Regions from separate parts of the Ovis aries genome. Here region 2 is linked to region 1. Evidence: chromatin contacts called from public Hi-C data. All regions are on one chromosome and are shown on one strand. Each heading gives the region's core, a stretch centred on a gene start, on an enhancer-like site or on the middle of the called end of the contact. The rest is flanking DNA. Distances are from core to core; before and after follow the strand shown.

Region 1 (3,362 bases), core at 425-2,924:
CTGACAACCCAGGCGTTTTTATTTTTTATTTTTTTTAAGGGGCAGGGTTGTTACTTAATGATAATAACTTATTTTACACATTGTCCTCTGCTGATGTTTGAAAGATAAGAAGACATTTGTCTGGGCGGATGCCTGAAGCCCTCGGAGAACGCAGGGAAATCCTGCCAAAACGTTTCCAAACAATAGTCATCGGACTGCCAGATAATTCAGAAACTATTTGTATGAGCTGTTTATCAAATTATTAACCGCACAGATGTTGTTTGGCTGAAGACCAGCTGAATCCCCTCTCTGGCAGCCGCGGAGACAAAGGTCTCCAGGAATAATTGGAGATGTGCATGGAATATTAAATTAATTTACTGCTCTTAATTCTTATGCAAATTCTGACCTCCGATAGCGCCTATCAATTACCCTGCGCGCAGTGAAAGCGAAGGCGACAGTTTCTTTTCTTCTCTTTGCTTTTTTTTTTTTTTAAGAACTCGAAAAAAGGAAATATTTGCAATAAGCAGGCGGTAGGAGCACCGCGTAACTGGAATTATTTAATTGAATCTCCAAGTTTTCAGGGTTGTCCGTAGAGGATAAAATCCCAGGACTCGGAGGAGTGGGACGGGAGGGATGCGAAGGGCTCAAGAATTTGTGGGTTTGGCTGCACACCTGCGAATGGCGGGAAACACGCCATGGGTAGAGACGGGTACTGGCAGATGAAACACGCGCCTGTAGGCCGACGCAGACCTTAGCGATTCTGCGGGTTCAGCTCTGGTGAGCGATTCGGCGTGAGCCCCACGCACTTGGCAAACCCGGGTCAGACATGGAAGCGCCTTTATGGCGGCGGACCGATGGCTGCAAGGTCTCCATCTGAGCTCTGGCTTCCTTTTACTTATCTTGTAAAGGTTTTAACCCGTGTCTAACCCCCAACCAAAAAATAGACAAGCAAAACCAACCAATCAACCAAAAGCAAACAAACAAAATCAGATTTTATTCTTTGCTTGAAAAACCCAAACCACCACGTTAAGCGCGCCCGTCCAACTCCTACTGAAATCCCGGGTGGGCCGAAACGCATTTAATTGTCTCCTGCGCGGAGAAGTGAGCTCACTTTTCTCTCTGAACTAAGCAAACGCCCAGGCTTTGTTTGCGCTTGTGGCTTCAGCTCTGTGCGGCTTCTCCGCCCCAGTGGTGGGTTGTAAACCTGGGGTCTCTGAGTCTTTCATCATCTTTCTAATAAGGAAAAACAAATCGGGCGCATAATGTCATCGGCCCCGGCTCGACCTCGCCGGGACCTCGGCGGCCCGACGATGTCGCCAGCGGCCCCCCGGCGCAGTCAGGACGCGCCGCCTTTCAGCTCCTCGCGGCCCCCACAAAAGCCAGACAACAATATCAATTAATCATGCAGCCGGCAAACAAGGAGATTTATCCCGCGACAAACAGCCCCACCGAGAGCCGCTGAATGGGCGTGATTAGCATGTGAAAAGACGAGCAAAACTCCGCGGTTCAACAGCTAAAGAGCAATTTGATGGGGCTGGGATGGGGAAATTACTTGATTAGCGTCCGTCGGAGGAGAGCACGGTGACAGCCCCTCGGCCCGGAATCCGAAGGGGAACAAAACGCCCTGGTAAACTCGGCGACGTGGAGGGACAGCGCGCGAGGGAGGGGAGCGCGCGGCCCCGCACTGCGGCCGTGAACAGGGCCGGGGCGGGTAGGGCTAGCGAGGGGATGACCCGCGAGCCGCGGCCAGCGCCCGAGGCCGGAGCCGAAGCGAGCCACGCGACAACGGGGGTCTGATCGCCCTCACCCTGGGCCCCCAAGCCGGCACAGGGCGGACTCCAGTCATCCCCACCCGGGGCTGGATGTCAACCGCGCTGCCTTGCTCGAGTCGGAAAGAGGTGCGGGCGGAGGGAAAGGCCCACCCACGCGGTCCCGGGAGTTCCCTGCGCGGGCCTCAGGGACACAGCTCGCCGGGCAGCAGCCTCCGTCAGCTCTAGGGCTCCGGCCCCGGGTCCGAGTGGCGCAGACCGTCCTGCGACCGTTCCCCGAGAGGTTCTGCGGTTCCATTCCCGCGGACAGCGAAGATGGGAGCCAGTCAAGACCTGTTTCCCGGCTGTTATGAATTTCATCACCTTGTTCCTGTCTACTCGAAAAGCTGGCTCGTTTGAGCGATTTTTTTTTTTTTTTTTTTTTTTTTTTGCCGAGAGAAAGGTTCCTTGGCTGCATTCCTTCGGGGAGGAGGTGGGGAGCTGGGGCAGAGTGTCGCCCGCAGTGAGGACGCGAGGGCCTCGGGGGAGGGACCTGAATGGAGCAGTTCCGGGGGCTGTCTTCCTGGGCTCGGGTGGGCAGCCCCGGGCCTGCCTTGGATCCGCACATGCAGGACCAGAGCTGGCGGCGTGGGAAGCAGCTTCTGCGCGGCCTCCTCCCAGGCCCGGAGTGCTGGTCGGGAGGCCCACGGCCCAGTCGCGGCCCGGGATCTGGGTTGGGTACACTCAGGCCTTTGGGGAGGCGCTTTTATTTTCTGGGGAGATGGGTGACTGGGTGGCACGCTCAGGAGCAGGGAGACTCGGGGTTCGCAGGACTAGGATCAGTGCTCGGTGCCGGCACACTCGGGCGCCCACACTTTCCCCTCAACCCCCCAGTCGGTTCCGGAGCTAAAGTCTGCACCAATCGCAGCGTTTCCACTTACTTTCCACTCTCTGGGCGCCCATAGCCTTCCCTCTAGACGCACGCCCACAACCCACTGCTCCTGGCTCCTCCCTGCGCCAGGGAAGGGAAAGAGTCCGACACCCCACCCCGGTCACCAGTCCCCCAAATCCCAGACTAACTCCCTCTCCGTCTCAGGACCCCCTCAAAGGGTCCTTCCAGCTCACGGCCCAGATCTCAGGGTACAGATGTCTCTGGGCACTCCTATGATGCGGCCTCCAATTTACCTGGGGGCGGGAAAATCTAATTCGGCCTTCGGTGAAGTATATTAACACAAAGGTATTAAAGACTTCAGTAGACAGATTTGCCAAGGCCCCGGCCATATTAAATTCACCCTGTCCCTTGGCACAAATGAACCGAGCACCGAGGAGTCAAATCTTGTATATAAAGGGGTGGGGGCAGATCGCCCCCAACAAGCTGAACAATTGCCACCCAGTTGAACAGAGTGTCAATTAAACCGCAGCTCGTGGCCAACTTCAGAAAGCTCAATTCTTAATGAAACGTCTCCGGCGGCGGTGCGTGGGCAGCCTACTGGATCTCGCCCCCTTCTCCCATTTCCCTTCGTCCTCCCTCTCTCCCTCTCCACGCCGCGCTGAAGCCAAGTGAGGCCCCTTCTTTCTGACCCCAGTCGGACCCCAAAAATCAAGGCTCCTAACTGAGGACAGAGGGAGGCGCCG
Region 2 (2,979 bases), core at 109-2,608, 300 kb after region 1:
CCCGGACGCCCCCTCCCCTAATCTTTGTCTTCAGGCCAAGTATCACTTAGTGTAGGGCCTTAATAAATACGTCTGAGAACTGTCCTTATGCTCGGTAAATATTGGATTAGCTTTTCAATGACCAGGCTCTTGAAAAGGCTGGAGAAATCCACACCAGGTCTCGACTAAGCCCAATAGTCAATAGGTAAGGAAAAGACTGTTTCCTTGGCTGGGGTTGGGAGTGTGGCGATGGGGGGGGGGGGTTCCTACTCTTATCCAGTTAGATGATTCTACTATACGACAGCAGTTCTGGAAAATAGAAAAACAAAGGGGGTAGTCGCCTGAAATTTGGATGAGCTGGACTTTCCACCTGGAAACCTTGATGGATTCTATTTCCATACAGCGCACAGCCTCAGCAAGAATTCGTTTTGTCTAACACGTTTTTTGTTTGGGGACTCCTTACCAGAATTTCTGACTTGGCTCTAGGGACAAGGTATCACCCAAAAGCTCTCTGACTGCCCCACTAAGTTCGGAGTGTTTAGGTGAGGCAAGCCCCACTCTGCCTCCCTGTTTTCCAAAGGCTACGATGTAGGAGACATTCAGAATTAAAGAGGAAGTCCCTTTCTCCTCCAGCACGGAGGTGCTGGTCGTTAAAGAAGTTTCTAAACCGGTTTCCCGTGGTAGCGCCGAGATGCCAGGAGGGTCTGGTGCATAATTTGAATGACAGGGGGTTGGTCACAGAGGGGTCCCGCAGGGTAAAAGCCGGCTCAGACCGGCTGCAGCGTAAATCGAGGGCTAAAGAGTCCCTTGGCGTCCCTGACCCTCTCCTGCAGTGCGAGGAGGGCTGGCTCCGTGCGCCCAGGCGTCAGGACGCGTCCAATTCAGGAACAAGAGACCTGGCTGTTCATCTACCCTAGAGCCGCGAAGCTGGTGGCCTCGACGCTTCTCCTGGCTCTGGGCACCTCGGTGTCCTCCTGCGCCTGGCACGGTCCACTGGCTTCTACTCCAGGGTCCTAGACAGGAGAGGCCTAGCCGCTAGCTGCGCTCCCCGGAGCCCTCAAAGCGCGCGCAAGGAGCCCCAACCCTGAACGCGGATGTACACAGACTCGTGCCCCAGTTTAGAGCCAGTATTTGCTAAAGAGACCGAGGCAGAGACAGAGAAAGAGAGATCTCCAGCTCTCAGAGTGTCACGGGGCCTAGGCGGGGCAAGCGCCCTCTGAGGCCATCAAAGACAGGGGTAGCTGTTTCCCCCTCCTCCAGCCTCCTCCCCAATAGATATAGCACGAATTTTTAATGCGTCTTCCTTTCACAGACAACAATACAGGGTTTGAAAGCCGGACACAATTTGGGTTTTGTGCGGGTCCCTCCTCGCGCTCCCTTGGCCCAGCTGGCCATATGGAATCCAGCATGGAGCCCGCGGATGACAAAGGGACCCAGTGACGGGCCCAACAAAACCCCAAGGAGACTTCTGCCTGACTCTGGGATTCACTGCCCGCGATAAGCGCGCTGAATGGTGCGGGGTGGAGGGGCGGAGGGTGGGCCCCTTTTCCCTCTTCCCCTCTCTGTCCCCTGCGATCCTTTCTCTGTCCCTTTTTAATATGCACGCCTCTAACATCCCCGGCTCCCAGCTCTCCCATTGTGCCGTTTTGTGCGGCCCCGCTGTAGATTGGGCGAAGATAGACTGCTAAAGCGGACCCAGCGCCGGGTGCGCTCCCAGGGCGCTGGGGTTAGGGCCACACAGGCTCTGCGGGCGCTTTTATTGACTCCGTGGGGACCCGAGGACAGAGAGAGGCGGGCGTCGGGCCCACCTCCCGGGCTCCGGGCCGCTGGAGCGCACACAGACAGCAGGCCCGGGGCCTGGCCACCGCCCCAAATGTGCCCTCAAAGCGCACACGTGGAAGCCTGCGAGAACTTGGCCCTTCCTCGCTGCCTCCTTCCTCTCTGGAGGCCTGGCGGGGGCGGGGGGCGGGCGCCTACGATCATTTTTTGGCTCCCAGAAGTTTGGGTCCTGAAACAGTCAAAAGCAGCCAAGTCTTGGGGCTGTGCCTCGGGTCTCCTGACAACCCCACTCCAACAGGCTAAGAACTCTCACTTTCCCTGCGGGCGGATGGGGTTATAGGGAGGTTACTAGAGGAATGTTGAGTGGTTGGTATCTGGGCAAGCTGGGCATTGGCACACACGATTTGGAAATTCTCCTAGCTTTTGCAAAGAGCAAAATATAAAACTCCAAACGTTTCCACGCTAGGATGGGGAACAAAGGTAGACTTTCCAGCATTTAGGAAAACCTGGAAGAACCCAGTCGAACCTGGAGAGGAGAAAGGACATTTAGGAGGATATTCGCAAGACTCCAGCGCCCTCAATTATCCAGGGGTGGCTGCGCAACGCGGGAAGAGCGTGTAATCACGTCCCGGGCGGGTGGCGTTGAGTGCTATTGACGCGCCGATTTGGTCACACGGATAATCATGTTTGCTTTAGATATTGAATTAAATCTGATCATCTACTAGAGGCAGCGAGTAAGTCAGCTGGGACCGGCTCCTTTTGCTCTGCCTCCTCGCCCCCCGCCCCCAGCCACGAAGGTGGAGCTCGAGAAAAAAAAAGATTGTTTCCGAATGGGGCCGACTTCCAATATCCCGAGGCGTCTCCCAGCTCTGGCTGGGCTCTGAGCTTCGGAGCCCCGGGTGTTTTCGGAAATCAGCGAGATAACAGGAGATAGGGGGCCCTACCCCCGAGTCCGCGGGGCCCTCTGCGATGCTCCCCGGGTATGCGTCCTTCAGGGAGCTCTCCCGGCCACAAGGGTGGGATGGAATCGGACCTCTAACGAGGGAAGGACTGAGGCGCCCTCCCCCGGGCGAACTTGGGCTGTGTGCTCACCTTCCGCTCCCCTCACCGCAGCCCAGGAGGCCGGGGCGCACCACCCCACCCCAGACCCCTACTTTCGAGCAAGCAATTCGCTCAGCTTCAAGCCAGAGAGCTGGTTTTGGGGGGACCGCGCACAGCCGA

What was found. Hi-C and Micro-C count contacts between places; a contact is called where the count stands out from the background.
Region 2: a contact with region 1 is called in a Hi-C map of hypothalamus, with 4 times the contacts expected there. The contact joins two enhancer-like sites. A contact is called at or near these places in 2 of 16 Hi-C or Micro-C datasets (hypothalamus and liver).

The regions. Positions count from the first base shown.
Region 1 is chr13:40,014,282-40,017,643 of ARS-UI_Ramb_v3.0, forward strand. The region is part of intron 1 of LOC121816161 (a long non-coding RNA gene); the gene reads right to left. Among named protein-coding and RNA genes, the nearest start is that of KIZ, 29 kb to the right of the region's middle. Within about 2 kb of position 1,675, at least 5 of the 54 cell types and tissues checked have an H3K27ac peak or open chromatin away from gene starts, as enhancers often do. A contact at or near this core is called in hypothalamus, where this site is marked.
Region 2 is chr13:40,318,668-40,321,646 of ARS-UI_Ramb_v3.0, forward strand. No RefSeq gene overlaps it. Among named protein-coding and RNA genes, the nearest start is that of NKX2-2, 14 kb to the right of the region's middle. Within about 2 kb of position 1,359, at least 9 of the 54 cell types and tissues checked have an H3K27ac peak or open chromatin away from gene starts, as enhancers often do. A contact at or near this core is called in hypothalamus, where this site is marked.